Regions from separate parts of the Cricetulus griseus genome. Here region 1 is linked to region 2. Evidence: chromatin contacts called from public Hi-C data. All regions are on one chromosome and are shown on one strand. The core of a region is the stretch at or near the end of the contact, and the rest is flanking DNA. Distances in the headings are between cores, read along the strand shown.

The links. Hi-C and Micro-C count contacts between places; a contact is called where the count stands out from the background.
Region 1: a Hi-C map of the CHO-K1 cell line shows a contact between it and region 2, with 2.6 times the contacts expected there. The contact joins the promoter of Tln2 here to the enhancer-like site in region 2. A contact is called at or near these places in 2 of 8 Hi-C or Micro-C datasets (the CHO-K1 cell line and fibroblasts).

The regions. Positions count from the first base shown.
Region 1 is chr4:179,233,018-179,239,972 of CriGri-PICRH-1.0, reverse strand. Tln2 (talin-2) reads left to right here and starts at 5,187. Exons shown (of 58, transcript XM_027411263.2): 1 at 5,187-5,334.
Region 2 is chr4:179,031,640-179,037,785 of CriGri-PICRH-1.0, reverse strand. All of the region lies in intron 3 of Tln2 (talin-2), which reads left to right. Among named protein-coding and RNA genes, the nearest start is that of Trnak-cuu, 41 kb to the right of the region's middle. Within about 2 kb of position 4,380, at least 1 of the 6 cell types and tissues checked has open chromatin away from gene starts, as enhancers often do. A contact at or near this core is called in the CHO-K1 cell line, where this site is marked.

The DNA of each region.
Region 1 (6,955 bases), core at 3,938-6,437, 200 kb before region 2:
TGTGAGAGAGAGACAGAGAGACAGAGAGTCAGAGAGACAGAGACAGACAGACAGACAGACAGACAGACAGAGTCTCATACATCTCAGGCTGGCCTTGAACTTGCTGAGTAGATGAGGATGACCTTGAACTTCTAATCTACTTGCTTCCATTTCTCTAGTGCTGGGATGATAGGCAAGTGCTACCACACCTGGCTTTTTTCAGACACATTTCCAGAAACGTCTATGGTTTGTTTCATAGACTACAAGAAAAGAAAAGGCAATCTTAAGCATGCTCTAGTTGGGTACAATAATAATCATGTCCTAAAGCCAATATGACCAATTTTCACTTCTGAGAGAAATTTAAAACCTTGTCTATCACTCCACTACGAAAAATCCTGAGTGAGTAGAGGTCCCACATTTCAGAAACCCAAATATCTAAAATATATTAGTTTTTGTAAATTCTCAGATATCTGCCCTTCAAATAAGACAAACTAATTTATGAAGTGTGTGCTGCAGTGCAACTCCCGTACCATTCTATCTGATAATTATTAGGTAATAGTATCTCCTGGAACTTACAATTAGAAAAGATAAGATGAGATTCTGAAAACTGAAAATTTCAAGGGAGAAGCCTCGACTATTACTTTCATCACTCGTTCTGGGTAATGGGAGGCTTTTAGAAAAATGTGATTTTCACTTCTTTGCTGGAGGGAGATAGCACAAGCATTTTTAGAAGCTATGAACTGTTATTGTAGAGTAACTCCTTAGAGGAGGTACTACATGATAGAAATATTGACATCCAGGTTTGGGGAAAGGCAAACTAACCAGTTTGAGACAGTAAGCTATGGGCCCTATGAAGTGGGAAATGGGAGGGAGAAATGATTTTAGTTGTGACAAGTTTACCCTCATTCTCTCTTCTTATGGAAACCTGCATCTTGAACTACAAAAATATGGTTGTTATTTTCAGTAAACTAAGGGGCAATTTGGCAAGCATCAATTTTTTTTTTTTTTGAGACAGGGTTTCTCTGTGTACCTTTGGAGACTATCCAGAGGGATTTTTCACATGGCACAAAATTCAGTTTTATATACGAAAGTGGAAGAAATTATTTTGTGGATTTTCACGTTTGCTCTTCCATATGGAGCTGAGGAAATGTGATCCCAGACTCCTTTAGAAGCAGACCGGAAACTGGGAGGGTAAGGATCACCAGGCTGCTGGGGTGAGGGGAGGGGGTGGGAGAAGGAGTGAGGAGCAGCCCTTATCGATTCTATGCACCAAGTGAAATCTAACATGGCCATTGCAGATCTAACTCAAGGAAGACTTTTTGTTGTTGTTGTTAGATGCATTTAGTATAGGTGACTTGAATAGAGTATTTATGTTCTCAAATACTCTAGTCACATACAATGAATCTATTTTCAGTTATCTATGGTCTGATCAGTGGAAAATGAGACCACATATAAAGACCTTAGAAATTTTTCAGATGGAATGAATTAGTTCATCTTCATGTTTTCATCTGCTGGCTGGAAGGAGAGCTTTGATATGTAATTGTTTTGTTGTTATTTTACTGGTCTGCCAGGAATTCAGATCATGGTTGCTTGCAGGACAGAAGCTTTCTACAAGTAACTTTTAATTTACAAATAACTTGGGTGACTTTGAATTTATAAATAGCTATCTTTTCAGATATAACAGGAGTAGTCTCAATTTCAGAGAAGTTACCATTGATATACTCTATCTTACTTCCATTGGGGAAATTGCTGAAGAATATATGAATATATGGCAGTACATGGTTAGTTGGTTTTACCAAAGAAACAATGGGTTGAAGTAGTAATAGTTGCTATAGAAATGAAAGCCTGTGTCAAGAAGTGTCCAGAAAAATTTGTTTGAAAACCAAACTATAGTGAATGATAGGACAATGCTGCTTTTCTCTAGGAAAAAGGAGTTTAACTGATTGTTGCTGTGGAACAGCAACAATCAGATTAGTGCCATGTACACATTCTCATATCTGTACCTCAGGTAAGATGCTGGAATCAACCCCAGAAACTGGAATTATAGGCAGTAGCCAGCTACCTGATAATGGGTGCTGGGAACTGAAATTTGGTCCTCTGCAAAAGAAATTAATGAAAATGAGGACATGACTGCTCCTAGGTGTGGTTGAGAAGAAAGGTTTTATTGTAGATGTGAAGGAGATCACAGAGGTTCCAGACTGAACGTGATCGCCAGAACATACATGGCCATCAGAGGAAAGAAAGAGGGGGAAAGTGAGAGAGGAAGTGGGGAGGGCAAGCAGACAAAGAAAGGAGCTGAGGACCAAGAGGGCAAGAGAACTGTGTAGCCGAAATAGCTGAGTTATATAGCAAAGCAAAGCTGGAGAAGTGAAGCCCACCTCTGGGCTGGAGAGTTTGGGGTAGGGAGCCGAGTGAGAAGTGCCGGGAGGAGCCCAGGTACCGAATATTCTCCTGGTTTCTTTGAGACCTAACAAGCAGCATGCATGTCTAAGGGCTGGCCCATCTCTTTAGACCTTGTTTGCTACTTTAAAAAGAGCAAAGTTACTGGACTAATCTGGGTTAGTGGAGCATGCCTGTAATCCCAGGATTTGGGGGGCTGAGACAGGAGACCAGGATTTCAATGCCACTTTGTTCTACACAGTGAGTTCTAGTCCAGCCAGGGATACATAGTAAGAACCTGCCATATATAAAAAAAAAAGTGGTAAACAAAGAGACTAGCTTCGTGGAGCAAGAATTGATTGAGCACCCACTGAGCTTGCCCTATATTGTTGAATAGCATACCTCACTGTAAATATACTTAGAGGAGGTACTACATGATAGAAATATTGACATCCAGGTTTGGGGAAAGGCAAACTAACCAGTTTGAGACAGTAAGCTATGGGCCCTATGAAGTGGGAAATGGGAGGGAGAAATGATTTTAGTTGTGACAAGTTTACCCTCATTCTCTCTTCTTATGGAAACCTGCATCTTGAACTACAAAAATATGGTTGTTATTTTCAGTAAACTAAGGGGCAATTTGGCAAGCATCAATTTTTTTTTTTTTGAGACAGGGTTTCTCTGTGTACCTTTGGAGACTATCCTGACACTCGCTCTGGAGACCAGGCTGGCCTCAAACTCAGAGATTTGCCTGCCTCTGCCTCCCAAGTGCTGGGATTAAAGGCATGCACCACCAACGCCCAGCTGGCAAGCAACAATTTAATGAGTTTTTTTTTTTAACCAGGCACTTACTGAAATCAATAAACATTTGCTTTTTGAATATCCCGTGAGGTAGCTTATTACCTTTATTTTGTTAGCCTTTCCAATGTCCTATCCAAAGGAGTGGGGGAACAGGAGTGCAGCTGGGAAAAGTCTATCCTGCAACTTTTAGGACTGTCTCAAGTGGCCTAGTAATTTGTTTTCTGATTAAAGTTTCTGGTTTATAAAGTGCATTCTCTGCAGAGAGTAAGTTACAGCATTTTACTCTAAAACAGTGGTTCTCGGCCGGGCAGTGGTGGCGCATGCCTTTAATCCCAGCACTCGGGAGGCAGAGGCAGGTGGATCTCTGTGAGTTTGAGACCAGCCTGGTCTACAAGAGCTAGTTCCAGGACAGCCTCCAAAGCCATAGAGAAACCCTGTCTTGAAAAACCAAAATAAATAAATAAATAAATAAATAAATAAATAAATAAATAAATGTGATTCTCAACCTTCCTAAGGCTATGACCCTTTAGTACAGTTACTCATGTTGTGGTGACCCCTGATGATATTATTTTCATTACTACTTCATAACTGTAGCCTTGCTATGGCTATCAATTGTAATGTAAATATCTGTGCTCTCTGAGGGTCTTAGGCCACCCCTGTGAAAGGGTCATTCCCCTTTGGGGTTTGAGAACTTCTGCTTTAAGACTAGGCTATTTTCACACTATGACCAGCCTTACTCAAGGTCCCAAAGAACTCTTTGCAGAGTTTCAAATTACAAAGTTTGATTCACTCTTGGGTATATAGTGATGGCAATTTCAAGCTGACAGACACTAACATTGCTGTAGTTGCTTTTGAGGAACTAAAGAAATCTGCTATCTACTTCTGGTCACTCTATATTGAGCTGGGAAAAAACCCATCCTTTTCTTTCTTTCTTTCTTTCTTTCTTTCTTTCTTTCTTTCTTTCTTTCTTTCTTCTTCTTCTTCTTTTTTTTTTTTCGAGACTGGGTTTCTCTGTGTAGCTTTGGAGTCTATCCTGGCACTCGCTCTGTAGACCAGGCTGGCCTGGAACTCACAGAGATCCGCCTGCCTCTGCCTCCCGAGTGCTGGGATTAAAGGTGTGCGCCACCAATGCCCGGCCCTCTTACTGATTTTTAAAATTACAAAAGTTAAGCAGAAAGAGAAAAACCACCCACAATTTCACCAACCACTGGGACACACGGATGAACACTTTGGTTAGTTTATTCGATCGGTCTTTTCTGAATCTCTTTATACATCATAATTTTAAAGAAAAGAGATTTTGTGATTTGACTTCCTGTCCCCTTCACACTGTTACCTTGTTACCTTCATATTTTACCCTGCCATGTCAGTATTTCTGAGATCTGTAAATACAAGGGATACATAACTGACTTTATTCCAGGGCACAGTAACAGGAGAGAGAGGGAGACGGGCGGGGGGGGGGAGAGAGACAGAGAGAGAGAGAGAGAGAGAGCAAGCCAACGGGGTGTGGTGGCGCAGGTCTTTAATCCCTGCGTTCAGAAGACAGGGTTTGAGGCCAGCCTGGTCTACATAGTGAGACACCGTCTGAAATTAAAAACCAAACCAAACCAAACCAGTGCATGCCCTTTGCTACCCATCGTTCGTTCCCTAATTTCAAGTGACCTGGCATGCGGGTTTGTGTGTCTGCCTGCTGAAGGACTCAGACTCCTGTGGGTTCCCGCCACCCGCGGGACTGGATCCAACCTGGAAACCTCCAGTACCCAGCCGGTGGTCTGGGAGAGGCGCTCGGAGGACTCAGGCCCCATCTCAGCAGACGCCTGGTCCCCAAGCCGCCTCATCCCTCCCCAGAGCGGAGCCCAGTGTCCGGGGCAGCGGGGGGTGTCCCTTGAGCCTCTTCCACCCTGGCTCCACCACATCTCCGCGCGCGCCCCCATCCCGCGCCCGGGATGCGGACACCCAGGAGCCGGGTGGCGAGCTCCGCCGCGCCGTCCCCCAGTGATGACGCGCTTCCTGCCCTCCCGGCGCTCGCGGGCCGTGCGCTCGCGCTCGCCCTCGCCCTCGGCTCCGGTTCCGCGCCCGGAGCCAGCGGCGGCGGTGGCGGCGGCGGAGGCGCAGCGGGAGCGAAGCCGGCTGCACTCGGGAGCTGGCGCTCCGCAATGAGACAGTAGCTGCATCCCCGCGGTAAGGCGCGGCGCGTGGCGCTACCCTGCTCTCCAGCCTGCATGCGCGCTGCAGGATTTCTAGTGCCTTTTCCCTCCCCTCTCCAGAAGGAATATGTGGGTGGTTTTCTTCTCGGGTTTGCATCTCGTAAGTGATGTCAATGTAGACAAACCTTGTCAAGCTTCTAGATTTCATTTCCTAGGAGGGCTTTTTTTTTCTTTTTTGCAAGAAAAGAAAAATAAATTGCAACGAATGCACCTGTCTATTGCACATGTAGGTTTCGCCGCACTTAGCCCGGGTGCCGGGCTTTGCAAATAGTCTTCCAGCCGGAGCCGGAGAGCTGATCCCTAGCCCTAGGCAGCTGATCCCCTCCTGGGCTCCTTCCTCGGGTTTCCGGTAAAGGGGTCGGAAAAGCGACCCGGTCTGCACCGTAGGGTCCCCGGGATCCTGGCTGGGGTCTCCGGCGCCGACAGAGTTGGCGGAGGGCACAGCGGCTTCATTCCAGCACTGGCTTCCCCGACTTTGCAAACAAGTCTCCAGCCCCGGCTCGCGGCGAAAGGCACCCGGGGCTGCTTCCCAGCGCCCGACTCTGAGACCTGCGGGTTACACGACTCCCCCTTTCCCTGGTCATCTCGCCACTTAGCAGCTGCTGGCCACCGACCGCTCGGGGAAAGCGCGGGGCCGAGAGCGAGGGCAGGGTTTGGATCCAGCGCGGCGGCCTCTCGTCTCTTTCCCGACCCTCTGGAACTGAGATTTCGCGCCGGCGGGGATCGGGAGGGACCTGAAGACTAGCAATTCGGGGCCCAAGAAACGACGTTCGAGGGCGCCATATTTTCAGTGGGTTTTACAGAAGCTAAGGGGGCGCCCACTTTCCGAAGCCCCCCGGGGGAGGCCGGAGCGATTGTCGCTGGGAAAGTTTGCGCGCCCGGGCGAGCTAGGAGGCGGCTGTCCCCACAAGGGCGCGCAGTCTGCAGCGTGTCGCCCAGGCCGGGTCTGGGGGGGAAGAGAGGCGCAGGGGACCGAAGCGTGCGGCTCGCGGGCGTCACGGTGCAGCGGAGTCGTAGCATTTGGGGCTGCGAGGCGCAGAGCACACGCCCCTCTTTTCCCTAGGCCACCGCCGCCAGCGCTCCGTCAGAGCCGTGCGCACCGCCGCTCCCCCGGCCCCGCGCACGTTGCAGAGCGTTTCCTTCGGCACCTCTTTCCCCCCAGCACCGAGGCTCTTGGGGGTGTTCCACCTGGCGCGGGAGCTCACTCATGGCTGGAGAGGACGCGACAAGGTTCGTAGATGGGGTGAAGGCCTGGCTTATGTGGATCAGCCTGAAGCCTCCTGTAGTCGCCTGGCTTGTGGAAGCTACTGGAGAAGGACCCCGTGGCTGTGTGCAGGGCTCTCACTGTGGCGCGGGCTGGCAGAGGAAAGGGGGGCGTTCCCCAAAGTCGGGGCTTCAGGTGACACGTGGGAAAACTTGTTTTCTTGCTGCTGGTAATGTGGCAGAGATGGAAGGAAAGGAAAGGAAGGTTAATGAAAACTAAGTCCGGATTCTTTCCAGAGGACGGGAAAGCTGTTGTAGAGGACACAATTAAAGAGAGAAGAGTAGGATAGTGTCCCGGGGAAGCGCACCCCAAAAAACACGTAATTGCGAGC
Region 2 (6,146 bases), core at 3,131-5,630:
CCTACACACACAGTGGGCTAGGACCTCCCCATAAATCATTAATTAAGCAAAGCCTGCACAGACTTGCCTACAGAGACTTAGATGGAGGCATCTTCTGAGTCAAGCTTCCCTCTTTCCAGTTTGCTTCAAACTGGCAAAACCTAACCACCACAAAGGGATTGTGTTCTAGAAAGCACCCACCTGCCTCCTGGGGAGCACTCTGAGCTCACACCCTGCTCATGCAACTTCTCTGGAAAACACTTTTTGTTACTTCTTCAGAAGTAAAACATACCTCCCCTCTATCCTCTATGCGACCCTACCATGCCTCCCATCAGCGTTCACACAAGAGAGACCTAGGCTATGGCCTTGAGAGACACATGAATGACAAAGACAGGCTGTTGGTCACAAGCACATTTATCGTTCATTCTATCCATAATAGCTCAAACTTGGGGAAGGTACATGAAAAAAATGAAAATTAGGTGCTGGGTCCATTCAAGGGAACAAGACTAGGACATAAATCAAGAAGGCTCTCCGTATATGGAACAAGGGCCAGTCTCAAAATAATTTATATGAAGTGAGCAAAGTCGGGTCCCTCTTGCCTCCCCCAACGGGGAGTATATCCTGCTCTATTTCTTGCATATAAAATTCCATAATGGGTGCCCAGAGACAGGAAGTATACCAGTAGTTGTCTGTGGAGAGTGGAGGAGAAAGTTGGGAGAAGGCATTATAAGAGCTGTAGCGAAGTTTTAGGAGTGTGTGCCTGTGTCCATTCTCTTCCCACCCAAGTGTCACATACTTACACTTTCCAAGAAGTTTCTTATATTCCCATCTTACTCTAATGCTTCAAACAAACAAACAAACAAACAAACAAAGACCACTATATAAAAAAGATGCTTCCCTAGCTACTACAGCAAAAAATTCCTCAGCCAACTCCAGCAAACATTGAGTCAATGATTGATTAGCTATGTTGTTTAATTTCTGAGCTTAGATGCGTTATTAGATGTTTTTGTCTGGAGTATGTCTGAGAGGATTTGAATTAATGACCTTTGTGATCAAGTCCTCTGTGGCAGGTAAAAGCTTTGGTAATTATCATATTGATTTTATAATTAACCATTATAGTAACGCAAGATGACATGTTTTCATAGACTTTCAATTTTGTAGCTTGGAAATCTAAATCTTGTTTTATTTTTCACTTTCTACTTTTCTCGTGCTTTCCTTCTTTGCCATTTCTCTGCTAAAAACATTGCTTTCAACATGGGAAAGGAATGCAAGGAGGCCTCTTTATTTCATATAACCCGACTTATAATGTTAAAATCATCATAACCATTGTCAGTTTTAGCTTTGCTCCTTTGAATCTTGATGGACATATTGCATTGTAACTCCCATTAAGCTTCTGTAATATTTCCCAGCCCAAATGAGTCTAGACTTTCTATTTGGGGGTTCTTTAATTTGGAATGTAAATTGGAAATGTATTTTAAAAGAATATGAGTATATATTCTCAATAATAAAAATTTCCCCAAAAATTTTTTTGAGGAATTTTCCTTGTTACCATCTTCCAAAAGTCTTTTGCTAAGTTCTCACACCCAAAATAACCCTTTTAAAACAATCTATAGTTCCTGGCAGTGGTGGTACATGCCTTTAATTCAAGCACATAGGAGGTAGTGGCAGGTGGATCTCTTTGAGTTTGAGGGCAGCCTGATCTATAGAGTAAGTTCCAGGACAGCCAGGACTACACAAAGAATCCCTGGCTCAAAAAAACAAACAACAACAAAACCCAGTATGAATAACAACAATAATAATAATAAATAGTCTTGGTCCATTGCATATTTAAATATAAAATTACTTAATAAGTATAATTGGTTTGCACAGATTGAAGGGTAAATAATCTGACCCCAGTAGGCCTAGTATTCAGTATTGGGTGCAGACCATTCATCAAACAGTGTCTTTTAATTTGCCAGATTAGTGAAGAATAGATTGAGTAATGAGATCATCTATAGGATACATACATGGCAGTAAATTGAAAAGCAGTGCATTATCAATTTTTTATAGAGCTAGAATTTAAAGAAAATATGTCTCTATTGACATTTAGATGCTGGAATGGCTATCTGCCTGGCAGAATTTAGAATCACCTGGGAGACAGGCCTCTTGGGACCTCTATGGGGCATTATCTTATTACATTAATTGAGGTTGAAGACCTGACTACTGTGGGTGGCACAATTCCTTAGCTGAGATCCTAGACTGTATAAATAGAGAAAGGGAGCGTGAGTTCATCACCTTCTGCTTCCTTATTGTTGATGCCATGGAACCAGCTGCTCCTGGCTCCTGGCTCCTGGCTCCTGGCTCCTGCTGCCTTGATTTCCCTGCAAGTGAAAAGATAAAGTGTACCTTGAACTGTGAGCAGAATACTCCCCCCACCTTTTAAAGTCGCTTTTGCCAGAGTGTTTTATCACAGCAGCAGGAAAAGAAGTGAAAACAGATGAACTTTCTTTGTACCTACTCTGTATCTACATACGTGCACAGAATAATTTAGACTCTTTAGTATCTTGTATAAGGACAAAACAGTGGTTAAACATCCTGGAACATGAGTCCATCCTTATCTCTAAATAGAATAAGCCCAAATGAAATAACCAGTCAAGAATATAACCACAATGGACAGAACTAGAAAAAAACATCCTGAGTGATGTAACCCAAAATCAGAAAGACAAATATAGTATGTACTACTCACTCATAATTGGATACCAGACATAAAACAAAATATACCCAGCCTACAATCCCCAATCCCAGAGAAGCTAGAACCCTCTTCCAGAAACAGAGGGAAGCAGATGCAGAAATCCAAAACTAATGGGCCAAGCTCCTGGAGTACAATCGAAGTAAGGGAGGAGAGATAATATGAACAAAGGAGTCAAGATCATGATGGGGAAAACCACAAAATTAGCTGATTGGGGCTAGTGAGAGATCACTGACTCAGGTCTGACAACTTGGGAACCTATATAAGACCAAACTAGACTCCCTGAATATAGGTAACAGTGGTGTGACTGGAACAATATATGAGGCCACTGGCAGTGTGTCCAGGATCTAAATCCAATGTACAAACTGACTTAGTAGAGCCCATTCTATATGGAGAGATACTTTGCTCAGCCTAGACACAGGGTTTTGAGGGTGGAGAGGTTCCTTGGTCCTGTCTGAACGAGATGAAGGGACAGACTTAGATTTCCTTATCGTAGTTTCTTGCTGAGTTCTTCCTTTCCTTCTTGACCGCATCTTTCTGATAGACATCTTGAGTCAGAGTCTATAAAAATGTTTCTAAAGTTCATTGCTTATCTTCTGTCTTAGTTTTACAGTGTTTTTACCTTAGATAAAATTTTTAAGAAATTAAGAGCTGTTTAATTAAATATTGAATTAAATTAAATATTTAAGAAATTTATCATTCTTGCTTGTGTGTGCATGATGTGTTTGCATCAACTTGCCACAGCATGCATGTCAGGGACGGGAGTTATGAAGTTGGTGCTTTCCCCACCTCTTTTAATGAGTGTGGGGATCAAACTCAGGTTGATATTTGTCATAAATGCCTTTATTCACTGAGCTATCTCACTGGCCATTTTTACTTGTGTATTGCAAAATGTCTCTGAGTTCTCTTCTTGCATTTGTTTTGCTTAGTTGTTGTTTTAAGGCAGGTTCTCACCATGTATCTCTAACTAACCTGGAATTCACTTTGTAGACCAAACTGGCCTAAAACTCACAGAGATCTGCTTGCCTCTGCCTCCCGACTGCTGGTATTGAGGACATCACCACTGTGCCTGGCTTCTGCATTGTTTTTATTTATAAAGTTCTTTCCCAGAGTCACTCAAGTCATATGTCCACATCTATGAATGTTATTCCTCCCCTAGACATTGGGCCTCTTATTTGTGTGCCCTGATCCAGAAAGAACTTGGGTTTGTTTTAACTTTATAAGTGACTTTTACTATGTGACAATCAGCTTTACACTTTTACAATGCCTTTATTCTTCCAACATATTCTCTTCTGTTGCAAATATTTCCAGATGGTCTGTAACCAATTTCTGTATCATTGCAAGTTTGTCCTTGGTTATCCTTGTTTGTGGATAATTCAACAGGGATCTTGTGTGGCACTTTTGTTATTTCATATGTACATTTCATTTTTTGTTTTGGTTGTTTTTGTTTTGTTTTGTTTTTCTTTGGTTCTTAACATCATTGTATTTCAGCTACTACTAAAAATTCCTTTGCTTTTTTATCTAGTCTGAGTTCTTTTGTTCCTCTCTCATTTTCTTAGAAAGCACTTAATATAAATTAATTTTTCAAAAAAGCAGCACAGAGCTGGAAAGATGGCTCAGCAGCTAAGAATGCTTGCTTCGTAACCACAAGGACTGGATTCCATTACTCAACATTAATAAGCTGTAGGGTGCTCATCTGTGTCCCTACTCCTTCCAAAGGGGACAGGAATAGCTTGTCTCACTGGTTTCCAGGCAAGCTGAGAAAACAGGGGCCCTAGATTCAGGTGGAGAGCAATAGAGGAAGACACCGGACACCCTCTTCTGGCCTCTGCATGCATTCACACCCACCCATACTTGTGCATACACCAGCCATATGTGTGTATACATATAGGTAAATAGACAAATACATGTTTTGAAATAAAGCAACAACACAGCTTTCTTGTTTCTGCCTGTGGCTGGTGTGATCTGTGCCATCTAGACCAGCTCTGCCGAGCAGTTGGTGTTTCCCGAATCCTAGTCTTTCTGTACGATTTTCTCACCACACCTCTAAAAAGTCACCTTTAGGGCTTTAGGTTGAATGCAGGGCTCCAGAGCACTCGGGCAGCTTGGACTGCACATTAAAAACCCTGTGCACAGCGCTATCAAGCCTGGGAGAGCTGCTTTATTTTTAGCCCATTGCTTTATGCATTTTGAGAAAATTGTCCAGCAGCTGCAGTGTCTGATCAGAACGCCTAAGCTGAGCCAGTTGGGTTTCACCACCGTTGTATGTGGGTGAGTTCAAGGTCTAGCAGCAGGTGGCCAAGGCTGACCCTAGAACTCTGTCTTGGGCACTTCCTCTTGGTGATCTTTTTCTGGGCTTTTTGGTCTGGCTAGAAAGCATTGGTGGTTTCTCTTCCTGATCTGATAAGCCTAGACACACACCTATCATTGATGAGGATTGCAAAGTTAAGAAGGAGGCTCAATTGCAATAGAAGCAGGGCAACATGCTGACTGCTCTCCCATGCCATGCCTTGGCAAGCTTGCCCTGAGCTGACCATCATACCTGCCTCAGAGACTGTCTCACATGGCTGCATTCCTGTCTCTACTCTTGGGCTGCCCAGTCAAGTGTGGTAGCTTCCACTAATCTATTTCAAGTGCCTGTGGAGGTGAATGGCTCTCCAGTGGGGGCTGCCACTCTCACATCATCTGTTATTGTTGAACTTGTAAATCAGTTGCATAAATGAGAAAGGTGCCAGTGCAGATGACAAAAAAGGAACCTTCTAACATTAAGAAGCAGGATTTCCCACAGCATGGAAAGTGCGAGACCAAGAAGAGAGTTTGTTGTGTTTAGGCGTCGTCCTTTCTGGGAAGCAGCCATGGAGGAGGCCCATTGTCTTTGCTCATTCATCCTTCAGGAGAATATAGGGTAGGATTTTGGCTTCTTGTGTCAGCCGGATAGATCCTAGCAGTCTGATGTATTGGAAAATATTTTATAGTGTTATGTTGAATATGGAACTTAGTTTAGATTTTCTCTCATGTTCCTTCATCCTACTTTATTTGGAGGGTTTGTTGTTGTGTGTTGTCATTGTTGATGTTATTGTTGGTGTGTGTGTGTATGTGTGTGTTGTGTGTTGTCATTGTTGATGTTATTGTTGGTGTGTGTGTTTGTGTGTGTGTGTGTGTGTGTGTGTGTGTGTGTGTGTGTGTGTGTGTGTATTTGTATATGGGACAATGTACCTGTATGCCCAAATGCATGTGTATACAAATGTGTGGGGGCCAGAGATCCACATTTGGATTTGTTCTTCAGGAGCCTGCTACCTTATCTTCTGAGACCTTATTTTGATAAGGCCTCACTGGTTGCTGGGACACACTGACTGGGCTAACTTGGCTGGGATCTGCATGTCTTTACCTCCCAGAACTGATATCACACTCATGCACGTAATGGTTGGCGTTTTACAGG